Regions from separate parts of the Mus musculus genome. Here region 2 is linked to region 1. Evidence: chromatin contacts called from public HiChIP or PLAC-seq data. All regions are on one chromosome and are shown on one strand. The core of a region is the stretch at or near the end of the contact, and the rest is flanking DNA. Distances in the headings are between cores, read along the strand shown. Region 1 has its middle 23 kb from the start of Gm40601. Region 2 has its middle 120 kb from the start of Gm40601.

What was found. HiChIP or PLAC-seq counts read pairs in DNA pulled down with a chosen protein or histone mark.
Region 2: an HNF4G HiChIP or PLAC-seq map of pancreatic cancer cells shows a contact between it and region 1. The contact joins two enhancer-like sites. A contact is called at or near these places in 2 of 484 Hi-C or Micro-C datasets (muscle stem cells and pancreatic cancer cells) and 1 of 115 datasets of contacts at active chromatin or transcription factors (pancreatic cancer cells).

What each region holds. Positions count from the first base shown.
Region 1 is chr10:12,033,279-12,037,270 of GRCm38.p6, forward strand. No RefSeq gene overlaps it. Among named protein-coding and RNA genes, the nearest start is that of Gm40601, 23 kb to the right of the region's middle. Within about 2 kb of position 2,308, at least 18 of the 459 cell types and tissues checked have an H3K27ac peak or open chromatin away from gene starts, as enhancers often do. A contact at or near this core is called in pancreatic cancer cells, where this site is marked.
Region 2 is chr10:12,178,536-12,182,775 of GRCm38.p6, forward strand. No RefSeq gene overlaps it. Among named protein-coding and RNA genes, the nearest start is that of Gm40601, 120 kb to the left of the region's middle. Within about 2 kb of position 2,641, at least 21 of the 459 cell types and tissues checked have an H3K27ac peak or open chromatin away from gene starts, as enhancers often do. A contact at or near this core is called in pancreatic cancer cells, where this site is marked.

The DNA.
Region 1 (3,992 bases), core at 1,058-3,557:
CACACGTGTATACACACAAACTCCACACTAACCTTTCCAGTATGGCCGCCATGGTTTGAGGTAAACCTACTCAATGTTCCTTGCTTCTGGATCCTCTGGAGCTGAGCTGAGCTGAGCTGAGCTGAGCTGAGCTGAGCTGAGCTGAGCTGAGCTGAGCTGAGAGCAGAGGTCCAGGCTTGTGGTCTGCATGGAGACTGCGGATGATGGGATGACGTTGTCTCCATTTGGGCTTTGGGAATTGAGCGATTTTGCTGGGCCAGACCAGAGTTTTTAAGCTAAAGTCAGCCACTTACAACTCGGGCGGTCCACACATTACTTTAAGTGCTTCTTTGTCACTACACACACTCTCTATGGCCTGGTTTTCATAGTTATCTAGGGCTGTTGCCTAGCACGGTTCATGGCGTTGCCCCACCATGGGCTTAGGCAGTGGACATGAGTTGTTCTTTATCACTCACACCCACTCTCCATGGTTTAGTTTTCATGGCTATCTGGAGCCTGGGGAAGTGCAGCCCCGGGGAGCTCAGGGCTGAGGCAGGGGGCAGCTTTTACAGCATCTGGAAAAATGCCTTCTGAGGCCATGTGTCTACCAGGGCTGAAGTATCTTGTGTAGGACCTTCATTGTACTGATTGCAGAGATATAAATAAGTCTCTTACCTGTAGGATGGCTTTGACTCAAGACCCTTCCCATGAATCTTCTGTTTCTCTTCTCCCTTCCTAAAACCCAATAGAAAGTACAACAGACATTCTTCAAGTTATTTATTACTCTTAGGGTTTGAGCACAACTAGGGAGAACTATGATTAAAATCTTTAGAAGCAAAAACTGACCAGGTTGTAAGACTACAAAATCTAGGAGATCTTGACAGTCTTACATTCTAGGTCATCTAGGCTTTAGATGAGTTAACAGTTTCTTTATAATTTTCCTATTTCTCTTATTTATTTCTATTTTCCCATTAAAAGAGCTTTCTGCAAGAAAACTTGCTGGAAGAAAATACAAAAACGGGAATTATTTGCCACCAATTGCTAGAGTAGAAAAATAAAATAAGATCAAAGTACCATTCCAGAGGAAGGACGTTGGAAGGAATCAATCTCTTCGTAACAATGTATATTAGAACAGACTCTTGTTGAGAACTAGCAGGCTTGTAACAGAAATTGATCACTCTGGGAACAGGACAGGAGAAAAGAATAGCAAACTAGCCAAGCCAACAAAGTAACAACCCTGTGGTGTAGGGCTAGCATCACATAATCAATACTGAGCATTCAGATTAATGATGGCCCCGGCAAGAGTAACTAACTATTCCATATCACCAAGGCAGAGCCTGGAAGGGTGTAGCTATCAACCAAAGCAAGGTAAAAATAGAAAGGAATCAAATTTAACCCATGTCTCATTAGAGAAAGCTGATACCTGTCTACTCCCTTCCTCAGAAACAACACTGAGAGTTACCTTGTCAACACCCACAAAACACACTATCAAAGACTTCAGCCTAGAGCAAAGTCTGGAGATAGAGTAAAAGACAAAGCAACCAACTTTCATCTCTGATTCAATCAACAACTAAATAAGCTATATAAATAGGATGCCTTTAATGGCAGGTTACAAAGTCTTCTCCCATGATGCACAGTCTTAAAAAAAAAAATCATTACCTTTCTGGCAGGCACTCTAATCTGATTATGTACATTTTAGCTTGCTACATTTAAATTTACCTTAATTGCATATATAAGGAAATAAGAACTAATCTGTTTCATAGTGACAATGAATGAGACTATTTAACACTTATTCAGAATAGTTTATAATTTTAGAACCCAAATAAATATTTGGTCAATAGAATGTGCCAGGAATTATATTTGGCAAAGAAAAAGTGCTTTATCTCCATCAAATAATAGAAGCACATCCATTTGTTATTTTTTTCAAGTGGTGACAGTAAAATCAATTCTAAGGGGAGAAAAGGAAAATGAGATTCTGAATTCTCAATATACCTTCTAGTTCCCCTTGACACACTAATTAGTCACCCACCCTCCTTTTTATGCCTTGAAGGGTGTTTGCTTAGAGAAAAACAGGAAACTGGCAAACCCTGGGAGTGGCAGTGACTAATGAACAAGAGAAGAGGGAAGTGACAATTTCTTTGAATGGAGCCATTAGCTCATGCTGTTCTGTTGTTTTGGTGGCTCCAGGCCTCTATATTCTAACATTCTCAATTGTTTACAGACATTCCTGTGGAGAACTACAGACTGTACATCACCCATCATTGATAGTCCGTGGTTTGTAAGATTATAGAAGACATATCTTTTCTGGCTTGTTTCTTAAAACCATTTTTGCTCCTCTCCTGAGATTCAAGAGGATGTATAAAAGACAGTGTTTCCTCACCCCATCACTTTGAAGAGTTTGCAGAAAGCTCTTTAAAAGTTTTGAATGTCAAGCATAAATGACAGAAACATTCCTAGAAGGCTTGATAAACAGTTATCTTCAGACTTTATGGTCAAATTAGAATATATATGTATATATATGGAAAGGCAACTCAGGTTAAGAGTGCTGGCTGTTCCTTCATAGGGAACACCTGACTACTAAAATTACCTCTCTGTGACTCCAGTCTCAGGGATCTAATGCCCTCTTCTGGCCTCAGTGGGCACCAGGCACTTGCATGGGACATAGGCATACATGAAGACTAAATACCTTTACACATAAAATTATGTATGTTATGATCTTATAACAATGAGGACTATTTCAACATTCATATTTTCAAAGGTTTCTTGAAGCAGCATGAAATTATATTTTGGAATTTATAAGAAATTTTCCAACCTAAGAAAATATATGACTGAATTGAAAGTCATTAAGAACTGGTAAAGTTCTAATTCATAAGAAGGTCCCCACTACTGCACTATGGTGGGTAGATATTTATCCGTTGGTCCAAAACACAGCTCTCATCTCAAAATTAACGAGATCATTGTCAGACAGCAACGGGAGTGACTATTGCCAAGAAACACAGAATCAGATTGTCCACATTCACATATTTCAATGTGAAAATGATTGCATGAATATTGCATTTAAATGTGAGATGTATTCCATAGGCTAAATTGAGCATTTGTCTACCTTGGTAATCTGGTGAGCCAAATGCAAGTTCCTTTATCCCAATTTAATGTGTGTGTGTGTGTGTATGTGTGTGTGTGTGTGTGTGTGTGTGTGTGTGTAAAATGAATACAAGTTCAAGAGGCCATATCAGAGTTCAAGAGGATTGGCCTGACAGAAGTGCAAATAGATAAGATAATGAGCCCAAACCAACCAAAAGAAGTAGCTACTGCTATAGAATCAGGTCTTGCAAGAGTCAGGATTGAGAGCAAAAATGCAGCCAGCTGCAGAGACAAAAAGGCGGGATAAAATCCAGAGCAGGAATGGCAGGTTCAGGTTCAGAGGAACTAGCAGGTGCATAGTTAGACAGCAGTTCAATTGTCATGATCCACAGCCTCGATCAAGTAGAATGTCAGTGACAGTCAGAAATTTAGTCTATGACATGCACATTGGGTGTTAGATAACAACGACTATCAGTTTATGAGCCCAAGTGAGAGGGTTGCACTCATTCTTTGGTCTGTCCTGTTCAGTAAGTTCCTGGACCTGTTTATTAAATATAACTTTAATATACCCACATACCCCTATAGCAATATTTCTCAACCCGTGGGTAGTGCCCTGTTTGGGCAGGTTGAATGACCCTTTCACAGGGGTTGCCTAAGACCATCCCACATAACAGAGTTTTACATTACTATTCATAAAAGTAGCAAAATTACAGTTATGAAATAGTAGCGAAAACAGTTTTATGGTTGGGGGGTACTATAACACAAGGAATTTTATTTATTAAAATGTTGCAGCACCAGGAAGGTTGAGAACCACTCAATTTAGTTTGAGAAATTTATAGGGTGGTGGAATTTCTACTGCCAGGAATAAGCTATTCATTAGTCTCTGTTGCATGGATGGTCCTGGACAAATGGTGTTAGTTGACCAGTATAAT
Region 2 (4,240 bases), core at 1,391-3,890, 150 kb after region 1:
CTTTCTCCTGCCATGTAACTCAGTTTAACTCTTGAACAAGTATATCCAACTGACATTATATAAATCATACACAAAATAATTGACAGATTCCCATGTTATACAAGTATCCCAGAGGGAAGATGAGATACAGCATAAGCAAACCAGGGCTCTTCTACCTACCAAATAGTGTTGTCACATAAAATACAGTTAACAAAAACAACTCTTAGTATTTCCCAAATGTAGAACTAGTTACCTTAAAGGAATACCCATTGTTGATGTGAACTAGATCTTTAACTGTGCATCTTAACTTTTATTTGTTAAATATGTCAAATGTACTGTGATGGAAACTAACAGACACAGAAATAATTCCAAGTCATAAAATGTGTTAAAGATATCTAGTCTCAGGTTTTGATTCTCATAGTAAGGTGGCCTTAAATATTCAATGGAATTACTTTCTATTTCTTTGAGAATTTTATACAATGTGTTTTGATCGCATTCACCTTTACCTCCCCCAACTCATCCCAGAAACACACCCCTCTCTCCTCCCCAACCATGTGTCTTCATTGGGAGGGGGCAGGTATCCATCAAGTTTAACTTGTGTTGCACATAAATTCTTGGGCATGTGACTTTCCACTGCAGTGTGGTCAACTAATCAGGAACTATACTCTTAACGAAAACTGACTCTCCCTGTCTACCCATCTAACAATTGCCAGTAGCTCCTTGGTTAAGAATGGGACTTTGAACCACCTCCCATCTCCATGCTGCAAGCTGGTCATTCTTGAGCTTGTATGCTTCTTGCCTATGCTGTCATAACCACCATTAGTTCATCTGTGAAACTGCCCTGTGTGTCCAGAGGACACCGTTTGCCTATAGTATCCACCATCTCTGCCTCTTTTGCTCTTTCTGCCTTCTCTCCCGCAGTGATGCCTTAGTCCTGGAAGAAGTGGTGTGGCATAGATGTTCTATTTAGGTTTAAACATCCCCCAACTCACTTATTTCCTGTAACTTTTCTTTTTTTTTCCAGAGCTGAGGACTGAACCCAGGGCCTTGCACTTGGTAGGCAAGCACTCCACCACTGAGCTAAATCCCCAACCCCAGTTGTTTGTCTTTATACTAGTCACCATCTACTGCAAATTGAAACTTCTCTGGTAAAGACTGAGAGGTTAATTAATCTATAGCTATAAGGATAAATATAGCCATAGATTATACTATGTTTATTTTGTAAAATAATAGTGATAGGTTTTCTCCTGATGATCTATCTCATCTCAGGCCCTTAGATAAACAATGGTGATGGGTATGGGTTTCATCTTGATGAGCAGGGCTTAAATCCAATCAAAAAGTGGTTAGTTACTCTCACAGTCTCCATGCCATTATTATACCAGTGGGCATGTCTTTCCAATCCAGTTATTATTATTGCAGTCTCAGTTCATAGCTTGGCAAACCTGATGATTACTTCTCTCTTCTCTCTTCTCTTCTGCTCGCATGCATAGTACCTACCAGAACTATGAAAGCTAGCCAGTAGGGATGAAGCTTTGAGATCAGTGCCAGCTTGATTTCTCCATGTTTTATAACTCAAGTTTGTGCTTTGTTCAGCAATAGGATCTTACCATCATGTATAGAGGTTAAACAAGAGCTTTTGGCAATAACGGGTGATGTTTGGGGGGGGGTTCTATGTGACCTCATATAATTCCATATGACTGAGTGCTATCAATCCCTCCCCATATTCTTCCTTCAACCCTGTCCTCCATCCCATACCGCTATTTAACCCTTCCTGCTCCACTATTTCCTTTCAAGCCTTTATACCACTGACTTTTATATCTCCTCCCTTGAAAGTGATCTCCCACAGACCCTTAATAAGTCCTTGACCTGTATGGATATTTCGAATGAAACACACATCTCTGAAGATTCAAAGCTAACATCTCTTTCTGAGCCTGACTCACCTTGCTGAGAATTGATTCCATTCTACTTGTGAATTTTATAATTTTGTTGTTCTTAGTGGATGAATAATACCCCATTGTATAAAAACACCACACATTTTGTTATGTATTCACTGGTTAATGGATAGCTAGCTTGTTCCTATTTCCTGGCCATTATCAGTAGAATGGCAGTGAGCATTAATGATGGCGGGTACCCAGATCTTTATAGTAGGATATAGACTACTTCTACATGTCTGAGTGGTATAGCTAGATTGAATTTTCTTTCTAGATTTTTTATGAGTTCCCTCAAAATAGGAAGCAGATTCTAGTGACCTATCAGAGGATATCCATGCTGGATGTGAGAAAATTCCACAGACATAATTTTTTTTCTTTCCCTTTTCATTCACTGGTTAAGAAGTTGAGTTTGAACAGACTCAGGATCAAACCCCTAACCCCCAGATTCAAACTTCTTTTCTTAGTTGCCTCCAAAAAGATTTAAAGTCCTTCTTAATTTGTGATTTACATTTAAACTTGAGCTGCAACAACAGATATGTGGGGTTGCTTTTAACCCCTCATGGCCACTGATTACCTTAGAAAGGACACTCTGTCAAGCAAGAATTACCCTGGGGAAACCTCTGCACCAGGGGTGGCCTAGATTGAAGCTGTGGAGGTGATTAATCGGATCCGTATTTCAGGCATGTGATAACTCTTCTGACTCACAGTTCTCTTGTCCCTAAAATGAGGTCATAAGTACTTTTCCTGGTTTCTTTACAAGCTTTGCCATAAAGATCAAGTGAGCTCACATCTAGAGAACTCTCTACAACGGAAGGCGTTATATAAGAAACTTCATGCAGCCTCATAATTTAAAAATTCTCAGGCTTAAAATATTCAGCTTCCCAACCATCATTTCTCTCAGAGGGGCATGAATTCTTCTTTATTTAATTTATGAGCAGAAGACATTTATGTTACAACAAGAAACCCAAAATAGAAATGTTTTAAACTCAACAACAACAACAAAAAGGATACTATGCACAAGTAAATAAACTCCAAAGGTGTGTGATGCAAGGAAGTTGGTGGCCTTTAAGGTCCTGGTTTCCATTGTTTTGCTTTTCTGTCATCCTTCACAGAGTTTGAGGTTGTTTAAGATGCTTGATTTAATCCTAATCATTTTAACCTATATTCCAATCTCCAGGAGGAGAAAGTTTTAAAGGAGATACACCACTTCCTTTGAGTTGTATATGGTTTCTGAAATGTTAGAACTTTTGCCAGCTACATTACTTTGCCATAATTGCATCAAAGGGTCACACTTCATTACAGAAAATAGGGAAATTGGGTGTCATCATGGGTAGCCATGCAGCTATCGGAAAATCAAATTATACATTACCAAATCAACATTGTGTCTCTTCCATGGTAAGTAAACTAGGTATACTCCCATATAAACTGGAAAATGATTAAATGAAAAGTAACATTTAATTTAAATGAAGACACAACTAGAAAAGCTGCATTATACTGACTTTAATGGTGTAATTAAACCATTGTCTGGGTAGATAATAAAGTCTATATGGCACTAGCATATTGTCAGCTACATGTCTACTAATTTATAAATATTAAATAATAAACAACTAAGGTAAGAGGAAAGAATCACAAATGTTGTCTCTGTTGAAAAACAAATTCTAACAATGAAACTTATTCAGCCTTGGAAATGTAATAAACAGCTTTCAAAAATTGTCCTCTGACTCACAGAGCCAGCAAACTGTATCAAACAATAATATACAAGATTGTGCCAAGCACAAATCTTACATGTCCTTCAAAACTATCCCTCAGAGGCTAAAACCACAGAAAAAAATGATAGAAGCAACTTTTCCTTGTCAGTTTGAAAAACTCTCTGGGTCACAAATTCTGGGCAGTCCCCCTGAAGACTTTAGTGAGATAAGACTCCATCCCATGGGCACTTAACTGTGCTCCTTCCTTTTTGGAAATCCTAGAATTCCTTTTCTCATGACACTAATACTGTGGTACAGATGAGATTCCAGGGTTCTGTAGTCAGTAGATATATGGTATCCATTTCCTTAATAAAAGCCAATTTGTGGGGTTTTGGAATACAACTGTTAGTAAAATCCTACTTGTACAAGCATAAAAACTTGAGTGTGTTTCCCCAGAAGCCACATGAAAAAGGTAGCTTCAGTAGGGTGGGCCTGTAACCCCAGCACTGAGGAGTCTGCGACAGGAGGGTGTCGGGAGTTCAGTGACCAACCAGCCTGTATAATCGGTAAGCTCTAGAGTCAGTGACTTTTGTCCTTAAAATGTTGGTGGAGAAAGATGAAGAATGACACCTGACACCAACC